Linked DNA regions of Mus musculus: region 1 is linked to region 2. The links are chromatin contacts, called in public HiChIP or PLAC-seq maps. All regions are on one chromosome and are shown on one strand. Each heading gives the region's core, a stretch centred on a gene start, on an enhancer-like site or on the middle of the called end of the contact. The rest is flanking DNA. Distances are from core to core; before and after follow the strand shown. Region 1 holds the start of 6030442K20Rik (RIKEN cDNA 6030442K20 gene). Region 2 holds the start of Srgap2 (SLIT-ROBO Rho GTPase activating protein 2).

What was found. HiChIP or PLAC-seq counts read pairs in DNA pulled down with a chosen protein or histone mark.
Region 1: a FOXA1 HiChIP or PLAC-seq map of pancreatic cancer cells shows a contact between it and region 2. The contact joins the promoter of 6030442K20Rik here to the promoter of Srgap2 in region 2. A contact is called at or near these places in 1 of 39 promoter capture datasets (pre-B cells), 1 of 115 datasets of contacts at active chromatin or transcription factors (pancreatic cancer cells) and 1 of 9 other capture datasets (adipose tissue).

The regions. Positions count from the first base shown.
Region 1 is chr1:132,472,960-132,478,940 of GRCm38.p6, reverse strand. It overlaps 6030442K20Rik (RIKEN cDNA 6030442K20 gene), which reads left to right and starts at 1,877. Exons shown (of 2, transcript NR_165177.1): 1 at 1,877-2,219. It overlaps Rbbp5 (retinoblastoma binding protein 5, histone lysine methyltransferase complex subunit), which reads right to left and starts at 1,574. Exons shown (of 14, transcript NM_172517.2): 1 at 1,414-1,574. The coding sequence starts at 1,432.
Region 2 is chr1:131,525,443-131,531,498 of GRCm38.p6, reverse strand. Srgap2 (SLIT-ROBO Rho GTPase activating protein 2) reads left to right here and starts at 4,138. Exons shown (of 23, transcript NM_001081011.2): 1 at 4,138-4,266; 2 at 5,906-6,056. It overlaps Fam72a (family with sequence similarity 72, member A), which reads right to left and starts at 3,596. Exons shown (of 4, transcript NM_175382.4): 1 at 2,647-3,596; 2 at 768-845. The coding sequence starts at 2,798.

The DNA.
Region 1 (5,981 bases), core at 628-3,127, 950 kb before region 2:
TGTCCCAATTCACACATTCCGTGTATCACTCATACATTGTGGCCTTCCAGACTGGTTTTATATTGTCTCAACATTCATCTATGCATTATAACTCTCCGAAAAACTTTATAAATCAGTGCTCCATCTGAGCTGTTGGTGTATCTGCCCTATCTTCCTTAAAAAGTAAACTGTCCAACCTGGCATCCATGAGTCTCCACAAAATAAACATCATCAACTTAAACTCTTGGTTATCCTCTTTATTACAATATCCACATTTTGGCATAGCAGAAAAATTATCTCACTGAGGGGCAGCAGAGATGGTTCAGTGGTTAAGAGCACTGGCTGCTCTTCCAAAGGTCCCAGGTATGATTCCCAGCACCCATATTGTAGCTCAAAACCATTTGTAACTCCAGTTTCAGGGAATCTGACTCTCCTGGCTCCTGTGGGCACCAGGCACATACATCACTGGTGCACAGTCATACATACAGACAAAGCACCCACACACATAAAATAACAAATTAAAAATTTTCTCATTGGTGTCTTTTATTTTAGATACACCTTTCACATACTTTCATACTTCGTCAGTATTATATCCACAAGCATGCACCCATGCTCCAATAAAGCCGCTATAAAGACAAAGAACACTTTAAAAATTATCTTTGTAAGTGGGCTGGAGAGATGGCTCAGCGGCTAAGAGTACTGACTGGCTGGGCGGTGGTGGCGCACGCCTTTAATCCCAGCACTTGGGAGGCAGAGGCAGGTGGATTTCTGAGTTCGAGGCCAGCCTTGTCTACAAAATGAGTTCCAGGGAAGCCAGGGCTATACAGAGAAACCCTGTCTCGAGAATAAAACAACTGCTTGTGTAGTTCACATTTCCGGGGATCTACACCTCCCTACGGTTAAGGACCTTAAACGGGCAGTCAAGATGACTGGATTCCAAATGCCAACTACGCCACTTAGTGCCGAATTACAACACCCTTACCTATTCCCTTAACCTTTTTTTTATTTTTTATTTTTAAAATAAAATCTGGTTAAGTAACACCTTTCCAGCAAGAGTAATCCCATCTAGGCACCGGATCCCCTGACAGGTCTTCAAAATTGACCCACCCTAGGTCACTCTTCCTCTGACTGCATCTCCAAAACTCTGGTCCTGTCTGATTTGTTACTTCAGCACCTGCGATCTTCGAAATCACAGCTCGGACAAAAAGTGCCTCAATGACTCCACAACTGATCTGAAAGCGGTTTCAGAAAAGTAATGCATTCTCTTCGGACAGAAGCTGGTCTTACTCCTGCTGCTGCAACTCCACCTCACGAGCACTCAATGAACCATCTCCGAAGAGTGTCCCTAAGGTTGCAGCCTGCGGTCCCTCCCGCCCAGGTTCCCTCCTTCCCAATACCGAAGGGTTTGCTAAGTCGCAGGCAAGCCCTCCTCACCCAGCAACTCGAGGTTCATCCCTGCAGACGCTGGCCGCCTGGTCTCCGCACCGGCAACAGTTCCTTCTCCCCCACCCGCTCAGAAGCCCCGCGTCTAAGTGGGGGGCGCCGCGAAGAGCCTGGCGCAAGCTCCGGAGACTTTCGGACTTAGAAGGCCCCGCGGCTTCCGCTTTCCTCCCCCGCCTTCCTTGTTCGTTTTACGTAGCTGTCCACATTTCTCCCTAATTAAAAAAAATATTAAACGCTCTTGTAATCAAACAACTATAATATTATCGAGGGAGAAAAAAATGTCATAGTCAGTCGGAACTCCAAAAAGTACAAGAATGTAAAGCTTTTCTCTCCGGGACCACGTAAGTGAGCAAGAAATTTCAGGCATATCACTAACCCACTAATACTCACAATGCCGTGTGTTCCTTGGGTTGTCCCGGCGGCTGCCTGAGACTCCGCAAGAAAGGTTCCGGGCGATTCTTTCTACCGCAGGAAAGCGGGAAAGGTCGGCCCCTAGTGCAAGAGTGTTGGAGCTCTTTGGCGTGGTCAGAGCGCGTGCTGGCTTGGCTCACCTTACTATGAGTACTATAATTACTATGTGTCTGACTTAGTTTCGTGAAGATTATTTCACGTCTCTAAAACTATGCTATGCATCACATAAAACGGCACGATAGTATTTGTTAGGCCCTTTCCTGCGGTATTACTGTGTACACAACATCGATTAGGGCACAGGAACATTGTCAAGAGAGATGGACTGAGTGTCCCACAGTTCTGTCAGACTTGATGTACACAGAGCAATCAGAGAAGACCAGCTAATGGTAAATAATGGGCGTGGGGTGGGAAGTGTTTATCCAATGTGGTGGGCAAGTCACCCCTGTGTAGCTATAATGACAGTAATCTAGAGGTCCTCCTAACTGACTTCACCGTTATGGGTATTTAACCCTTTCCTTGTGCGTAAAATGACAGTGATAATAATACTACTTAGAGAATTACGAGGATTAAATGAGTTAAGCATATAAAGTGCATAAAAAAATCAGGTGACAGCAAGTATAAGCCATTATTTACCAGTTACTATCTCCTAAATATGTCTTTCATGTAGCCATTTAACCCAAAAACAGTAATTGAGGCTCAGAGATATTGGACAATTTTCACTCCCTTTCGTGTCCAATATTTCCGAAATGCTATCCAAATACTATAGAACCAGAAATAATTTGTAGAAATATTTCTGCACTTCTCACAGTGATTTATTATCAGGTCTCTTTGGCTGTACCCACTGGCTTAGTGAAACAGAAAAAAAAATACATTGTTTCACTTATGAAGTAATAATGATGAACTTTTCACGTGTATATGGGTTTATTTTCTGTAGGCAGACTGTTGGTGTCCCTGGCCATGTTTTTTTCTAATGGAACATGCATTTTGTAAAATTTTCAAGGAAGGAATAATATGATCAAGTTAATGTTTAAAAAATAAAAATTCCTACCCAGTCTTATAGCTCATATATGTAATCTCAGCACTCAGGAAGGAGCCTGGGCTCCCTAGTGAGTCCTGGAGTGAGAGAGAAGAAGGAAATAACATTAGACGGGTTGGGATTTTTGTTGTTGCAGCTGCTGCTGCTGTGCTGGTTTGCTTTGGTTTGGGTTTGGGTTTGGGTTTGGGTTTGGGTTTGGTTTGTTTGCTTTCAGCTCTTCTGGTACTGGTGATTGAACCTAAGCCTTACCTACAGAGCCTACCTATAAGCCTAGCCCTAAAGATCAACCTCTTAAAGACACTGTTGAGTAGGAGTTCCGGTGAGGGGTAAAAACTCTCCAGGAGTTTACTGTTGGCCGTGAAGGATGGTCTGAATCCAATCTACAGGAGAGAAAAACAATCAAGGAGCTTGAGATTAGGAGACAGAATTGGAAGCGGCATAAATGCAAAAGATGTGTGTGTGTGTGTGTGTGTGTGACATGTTTCTGCTTTGGGGGCTCCATTTGCTGGTGCAGAGGATACAGAGAAGGAAACAGCCTGTATAAGGTAGATGTTCTGCCCAGACACGTTGACTAGAGATGATAAAACGTGGACTTCAAAGAGGTCCCGGTTAAAGATGTACTGTATTTTGTCAAGTTTATATATGCATATTTTTGCACTTTAAAAATCTCTGGGGGGGGGGTCTGGGAGACTTTTGGGATAGCATTTGAAATGTAAATGAAGAAAATACCTAAATAAAAAAAATCTCTGAAAAAAAATCTCCAAATTAGTGATAGAGCACGACATGCATGATTATCCCTCAGAATGGAGCCGTAGGGGTTGGCTTGTTGTTGTTGTTGTTGTTGTTGTTGGTTTGATTTGGTTTGGTTTGTTTTTTTATTTTTGGGTTTCTTTTTTATTTTCTTTTTTTGGTATGGTAGACATTGTATTCCTTGTAATTCGTTGTGTTCTACTTTGATTAAAAACTATAATTGGTGGGCTTTGCTTTGTGAGGGCTAATTAGAGTTTATTAATATTACTAATTGTCAAACAGGGTATCTGAAGCTTTGTTTAAAGGGGAGAAATTTTAAATGATTTTTTTCTTCTTGGCCTGGAGCAATTTGTACCTGTCAGTCATGAAAAAAGAACTTGGTTTTTAGCCAGGCTGAACTTCCCTCTCAGTAAGATATTTTCTGTCCTTCATGCAGGAGGCCAGCTAGTATTTATCCCCCTTACTGATAAAAATCATACATTCTAGGCTGGAATGTATGGTAGAGCCTGTGTGAGGCTGTGGGGTTGAGCCTGAAGCACCATGGGGTATGGGGTGGAAACACTCTACCTGGAACCCTTCTGTTCACACTCAGCCAAGAGCTCCTGGCAGCTGGCATAGAGAACATAAGTGTGTTTGAAAGCTGTGTGCTTCCAGCATAGAGACAAGGTTGACAACCACAGCAGAGAGCTGGGGGTGGCATCAAAAATACAAAACAAGGATCAAAGCCTCTCCCGGAAAAAGGGGACAAGTGCAGTCAGTGTTCATTGTCAGCAGAATTACAGATTTAATGTAGTTAAAGAGAGAAAAAAAGGACAGTTACAACACAGCTCTGAATTCCCTGGAGACAAGAAAATTGAGAAGGGAAGAAAAGCACATAGGTAGGTCTGGATGCCATTCCCTGGAAAACAATGGAAGCATACACACACAAACATATACATACAAACATTCACACACATATACATACATACATATATACATACATACATACACAAACACATACATGCATGCATGAACACATACAAACACACATACATACATACAGACACACAAACATACACACACATACATACATACACACAAACATACACACATATACATACATGCATGCACAAACACACACATACATAAATACACGAACACATACAAACATACATACACACACAAACACACAGACACAAACGCAAACATACACAAACATATACACAAATACAGACATACAAACATACACACATACATACATACACAGACACACACATACAAACACACACACACACACACAAACACACATACATACAAAAACACACTTACAAATACACACATACATACACATACAAACACACACAAACATATACACACATAAACATATATACAAAAACACACAAATACACACACATGTACAAAAATACACACACAAACACACATACATGATTATTCCTCAAAGTGTTTTCTGTAGTTGCCAGATAACTGAAACAATTGAATGTTTTGAAAAGCAGGGAGCTTGACCTTTTCTTTTCTTTCCTTGTTTTTTTTTTTGTTTTTTTGTTTTTTGTTTTTTTTTTTCGAGACCGGGTTTCTCTGTGTAGCCCTGGCTGTCCCAGAACTCACTCTGTAGACCAGGCTGGTCTCGAACTCAGAAATCTGCCTGCCTCTGCCTCGCGAGTGCTGGGATTAAAGGCCTGCGCCACCACCGTCCGGCCTGACCTTTTCATTATTAATCATTCTGCAGAATCTTAGAAATCTATAATTTGTTCTAACTTTTGTTATTTGTTTGTTTCAAGACAGTGTCTCTCTATAATCTTGCATGTCCTGGAACTCACTCTGTAGACCAGGCTGGTCTTGAACTCAGAGATTCGCCTGACTCTGCCTCCTGAGTGCTGGGATGAAAGGCATTCGCCACCACCACCCTGCTCTGTCCTGTCTTATTTTATCTGTAGATAAAAGCCAATTTCTTTGTCAGAACCCCCCAGGAGTTTGTTGTGATCACAGTTATGCATGAAGTAGCCGAGCACAATACCGTCTCTCAACCGTTGCTGTCTCCAGTCCTAGCCATGCTTTGCAACTCCAGTTAATTGTTGAAAACATGTTTCATGATTCCTAATAAGTAATGCTATACTACAGTTTAGAGATGTATAAACTGTAGTAAGAAACCCTTATCTCTCCCAGTATGACGTTAAAAAAAAAAAAGGTAAAGAAATCTGCCATTTGAAAGCAGTAGCAAGCCGGGAGTGGTGTCGAACACCTTTAATCCCAGCACTCAGGCGGATTTCTGAGTTCAATGCCAGCCTGGTCTACAAAGTGAGTTCCAGGTCAACCAGGGCTACACATAGAAACCCTGTCTCGAAAAAAAACAACAAACAAACAA
Region 2 (6,056 bases), core at 2,889-5,388:
ACAAGGATAGGGTGGGGCTCAAATCTGATTTATATGTGGGGTCAAGTAGTGTGATTATGTGCATGCATGTGGAAACCACAAGTCACTCTGGGGCTCAGTTATTCAGGAGTCTCTCACTAAAGCCTTAGGCTTGTCACTTAGGCTAGGCTGGTGTTGAGGGAACTCCTTAGATCCTTGTGCCTCCAGATCCCCAGAGGGGGCTGGGACTGCAAGTGTGTGCTACTACATCCAGGTCAAATTCAGAGCCTCACATTCCACAGCAAGCACATTACCAGTGGAGCCATCTCCTTTGCTCTCTGATTTTTATGAGTGTAAATTCCATTGATTTAATTTATTAATTGATTTAATCTTTTAGATTGCACAGGTTTATTGGGGAGCAGATATTTGCAAATATACTTTGAAAAGCTACAAATCGTATTTGTAAAGTATCACAAAGACTCTTTCAAAACAATAGTTCTAGGACTGGCAAGATGGCTCAATGGGTCAAGATGGATCTTGCTTCTAAGCCAGAGGACCTAAGTTCAATCCCTGCATCCCTAGTGGAAGAATGAAAGAACAAATTTTCACAATGTCATGGCACACATGTTACATATACATACCCATGCACATAAGTAGATAAAAAATAGCTCTATAAAACACATGCTCTTTTAATGGCTCAACGCCTAAGTTATATCAATGCTGATGCAGCCTACAGAATCTTTCTGTGGGTTTTTATGTCAATATCTACCTTCCAAACTCAGGCTATTGACAACAGTGCCACAAATTACCATTTCAAACATGCGATGTCCTTCAGTTTACATTTGCAGATTCCTGTGAAATAGCATCTTCCAATGAAATCCACTGTGCTGGAGGATAAAAAAGTTTACAGACAGTCAAATATACCAAGACTTTTAATTCTAAAATGAGATAAAAATTTGTCATATGTCCTCTCTAAAAACTGTGTGTGTGTGTGTCAGTAGGGATAGAACTCAGGACCTTATAAATGCTAGGCAATCATGCTATCATTGAGCTATATTCCAAGAATTCCACCTTTCTTTTAAATATGTACAGTTTAAAAGTATTAAATATCATCACACTGTTGTGGGATGACTCTCCAGACCATTTTCATATTGCAAAACTGAAACTCTATACTTACTGTATAACAACCTCCAATTTCCCCTCTCCCCACTTCCTAGCTATCACTATTGTTCTTCAGATACTTCAAATAAGCAGAGTCATACCATATTTGTTGTTTAGTTACTGGTTTGTCCCATTTAGCATAATGTACTCAAGGTTCACCCCATTACAGCGTGTGACAAGATCTCTTTCCTTTAAGGCAACCTTCTGGGCACCCACTTATGGGACGAGTCAGTGGGGACTTAGATGACTTCTATCTTTTAAATTGTGGGTGCTGCTGCTATAAATACAAGATGCTCATCTGAATTCTTTGGATGGATACCTATAAGTGGAATTAATATGGATCATATGGTAATTCTGATTGAATGAAGAACCACCAAATCGTTTCTCTATAGCAGCTTTACCATCTCAAAGTCCTGCAGCCAGGGCCCTGATTTTTCCACAGTACCCCAATGACACTTTTAGTTGTGATTTGGCGCAAATTTCATAAATTCAGAGCTGAATTAGACTCTCAACTATAATCATAGTTAATTTTGTAAGAGTTGGGTAATATTTGTGCTTACTATAGACATTTGGCAGATTTATTCCTCTTGCAGAGAACTGCAGGTCACTTCCCAGCACCCATATCATGAAGCCCACAACTGTCCAAACCAGAGGACCTTCCATCTCTAGCCTGGAGAGTACCTTCCATATCCACCCCTCCTCAAACATACACACAAGTACACAGAGTGACAAAATAATAAGATAAATCTTAAAAATCAATGCATTCACTGATCCACACCCATCTTGGCACATGAATCCACTGTGATTATAATTCCAATAGAGAAAAACAAGCAATACAGAAAACCTGATTCTATGCTAGACTCCAACATGTAACAACCCAACCTGAGACTTCCTTATGACCACAGTTTTATGTTGAAGAGATAGAATATTTCAGATTTTTACGTGAGCATATCTAACTAAAACAACATTGGGATCATAGAACCTTTGGGACATTTGGTTTTACGGTTTTATTATCTACTGCTATTTCGTTATACAAGTGCACCTACACAAACAAAATAACACCTCATTTACCTTGGTAATAAATGATGACTACCTAAGCAAATTCACAAAATATTTCAAAGGGGTGCAGAGGCTCTATGTATAGTTTTACTTCCTTATGTTTTAAAATGCTCAAGTTTGCTATCTTTATTAACCATGAATTTCACTTTAAATGAATCATTACACACTTCTTTCCAAGTGGCTGTTAAAGACTTGCTTCAGTGAGGAAGGGTGTTTGGACATGGCATTGAGCCTTAAGAGTCAACATAAGGGATGCACAGACACATGACTCTAAGGGCCTGGAAGAGTGACCTCAGTACTGACCACGCTGGGCAAACCACAGGCTTTGTCCAGACAGTCTGCCCACTTAGATAAACTCCAAGGGAATCATCAGACTGGTGGGAGTGGCTAGAACACCAAATGATAACCTTGACTCCCAGGGACCCATGCCATCCACTGTCCAGCTAAAGGGCCACCCGTCAGACTTACTTGGTAGGAGGGATGTCTGTAGAGAAAAGGTCTATGTCAGTATCAGCCAGCAAAACAGCCTTCATTCCCCTAGAGCTGAGAACTTGTTTACAGAATTTGCAACACAGGATGGATACGCATCGGTCTTTGAAAGTACAGTTGTTGGTAGACATAGCGTCCCACGTTGAAAGAGGTGCAGAATTTTGAAAGGGGAAACTTTGATTTCCTCAGGCTAACAATCAAGACGGAAGGCCTCTCGTTCTCTACGCTCTAAAACTGGGAAGAGAGTCCTATTTTCCTGGTGGAAAGGGAAACTTAGTATTTATTGAGTAGGAAGAGCAAATTTTACTTCCTTTTGACTTGGGGAGGGAAGGGAAATGGAGTTCAAGGTGGGGAGAGACAAGTGGAGTTGAAGGGAAACTTCCGCAACAGGTTTAACTTTCTCTGGTCTTCAAGAATCTTCTACTCTTCAGCTCCGACCCCGGCTCCGGAATTGGGCGATTTCCCAGTTCCCAGCGGGCTTCTTCCCTTTAAAGCCTCGCCTCTCTGACCACTCCCAGCGCGAGCTCCGCCCGCAGAGCGCTCCAATTCTTGCTCAGCTCCACGCGGCTTCTTCGTAGGATTCAACGCCCCTCAGCCCTTTCCACGCGGGCTCTGGCCCCGTCCCGCTCCCTCTTCTCGGAGCTCGCCCGTGGGCTTTCTCCCTTGCACCACGGCTCTCGGCGTCCTCTCCCGGCCGAGCTCTCGCACTTGCGGCCCGTAACCCGTAAGGTCTCTTCCACAGCGGTCGCTCCGAAGTGAGCAGCGGTGTAGCGAGGTGGAGGGGAGAAGCCTCGGAATAGGCTCAGTTCGCGCTGCAGTCAGTCAGCGAACACGCCGGGTTTTGCTCTTTCTTCCGCTTTCTCTGCTTTTTCTAACCCGCTGTCAGTTTGAATTGCCTGCGCCGAGCAGGGATTGGGAGGACTAGAATTTGCCCCAGACCCACATTGGAAGGCCAAGGGCCTTCTCCTGACGTGAGCTCAGAGGCCACGCCCCAGTAACGGTGCCGATATCAGATCGGCTCTCTGATTGGTTAATATTAGCTCAGCCCCTAAGATCATTGGCCAGCATCTGCTCGGCTTAAACCCTCCCCCCTGTGAACTTGGAAGACACACCCCGAGTTTCTTATTGGTGGATACACTAAGGTCCAGGCCGTTCTCTACTATTTATTGGCTGAACTTCCCTCCTCCCTTTCCCGGTCCGATTGGTCCCGTCTTCTCTTGAGAGTTTGTGTTTGGCTGTCGCTTCCATTTTATCCCGCCCATCAGCTTTACTTTAGGCTTCCACAGGCCGGGGAGGAGCTCACTCTAGGACTGCGCCTAGGCAGCTAGTGTTCGCCACACCTCTAAGTTTCGTCAGCCCCGCCTCTACTCCTGGCGTCTATGGATCAGTTGTTCCTATTGGCTATAGTCCCCGTCAGTCGCTATTAGGCGGGCGGTGATTGGCAAAGGGGTGGGTTCAGCTTCCCGGCGGGGTCTTGCGGAGTTGGCGGAGTCTCCTTAGGGAACTGGGGGGCCGAACTGCGTAGAAGAGGGTGGCGGGGAGGAGAACGCTAAGTGGGAAGCGGAACCTTGGGCCTGGGACCGGTCGCGGCAGAGCCAGGTAAAGGCTCCTTCTCCCCTTCCCTCCCCGTACGCCCGGCTGCTGCTGCTCTGACTGAACAAACCGGGACTGGGCGGGTGGACGCGTTGCGGATGCTGCTGCTTTCGGCGCCGCCTTAGCCGTGTCGCCGCCCGCGGTCCTCATACCGCCCTCCCCGGCCCTCCAAATCCCCCAGTGCAGCCCATAATACTTCTCGGGACTGTTCATCTCTCCGCCCATCCCTGCACTGCCGAGGACGGTCCTCACGCGGCGACACCGCCCTCCCGCAGCCCCTTTGCACACGGTTGGCCGGGTCCACCTAGGGGCCTCGCCGTAACGGTCCGCTGGTCTCGTCCCTGGTCTCCTAGCCTTGGCTGCCAGCCCAGGACCCGGAAAGATGGGGTGTTCCTCACGGCTTGCAGGGTGCTTTCTCCGTCCAGCCCTCCAGTCTGTCTCCCAGGGCTTCTCCACCCACTCTGATACCCAAACCTCATGCGGGTCCCGAAAGTTGCCAACATCCTACACTTCACGTTGCAGCGGTCCACCGCGGTTTCCCTCACTGCCTCGCCCCCAAAGCCGTCCTCTCGGCGCCCTCTCTGGTCGTCCAAGCTTGGGCGGCTCGAGCTGGCCCGGGCTCTCTCCTGCCTCAGGACCCCACCTCACGCCCGCCTCCTGCTTCCTGTCCTCCCGCACCGCGCGGCCTCTGCTCGCTCTTCCTGCGCGCGGCCCTTCCTCCAGCCGCCGGGAGTAGGCGACACTGCCTGGAGCCGCTTGTGCGCCGGCGGGGACAGGGCGGCCTAGGAGGCAGGGGCCCGCCGCAGCATTGGAGCTCTTCCCTCAGCCTCCTTGCCGCCGCCTCTCGCGCCTCCCGGAGCGACTCTCACTGATGCCTCCCACCCGACTGGGATTGGGTGCGGTATTTGTGATCCCTAGGCTTGGGGGACAAAAAAAATACTGGGGGGGGGGTGCCATTTAGAGTCACTCTCATACCTGGCTTGGGGAAGGCTACCGCCGCCTGCCGCCTCCCATCTCCGGGTTTTCCCGGTTTAGACCCTCGCCTCTAGCTCGTTTCCTGCTTCTGCCGACCACATTGTTTTCCTGGATGTCCCGTGCGGAGCGGGCCCTTCCTGCAGCGTCCCCCCTCCACCCCCCTCACCCCCCTCCCCGGTTTTGCTGCCAGGAGAAGCTAGTTACCAAAAACAAAACAACTGGGAGGAGGGGTGGCAGGGGAAGAAAAGTTGTGCCCATCTGGTTGTCCCCTCTGGTATGGATCCTGTAGATGTCTGGGAGGTGCCCCAGCCGGAGGTCAGGGGCCGCGTCGCGGGCTAGGCGGGAGGACCCCTCTTGGGCTAGCAGGGTTGGGAAAGCGCCGAGGTGCCGCAGTCCCCACCCGCAGCTCAGCTTTCCCGCCGCAGTCTCCGCCCGGAGCACGCGCTGCCGGCTGCTCCAAAGTGTTCTCTTTCTGCCTTAAAACCTGGAGGGAACATTTTTCCTCCCTACATTGATCGCCACGCCGGGTCTTCGGGCGGAGCGGGCGTTGTTAGGCCAAGATGAATGGGCCAAAGCTGGACTTGGAGTGTCATCCCCGACCCCACCCCTGTTGCGATTAGGATCTTCCCTCCGACTGATCGCCCCCTCCCCCCTTTTCTTGCATTTACAGGCTAGTGAACCGGAGCAAAGACTTCCGACCCACTCTGCGCTGCAGCGGCACCCTTTTGGGATTTGATTTGCAGAATCTTTGAGCTGGTAACACACACACACACACACACACACACACACACACACACAATCCCGCGAAGAACGCCTAGCCC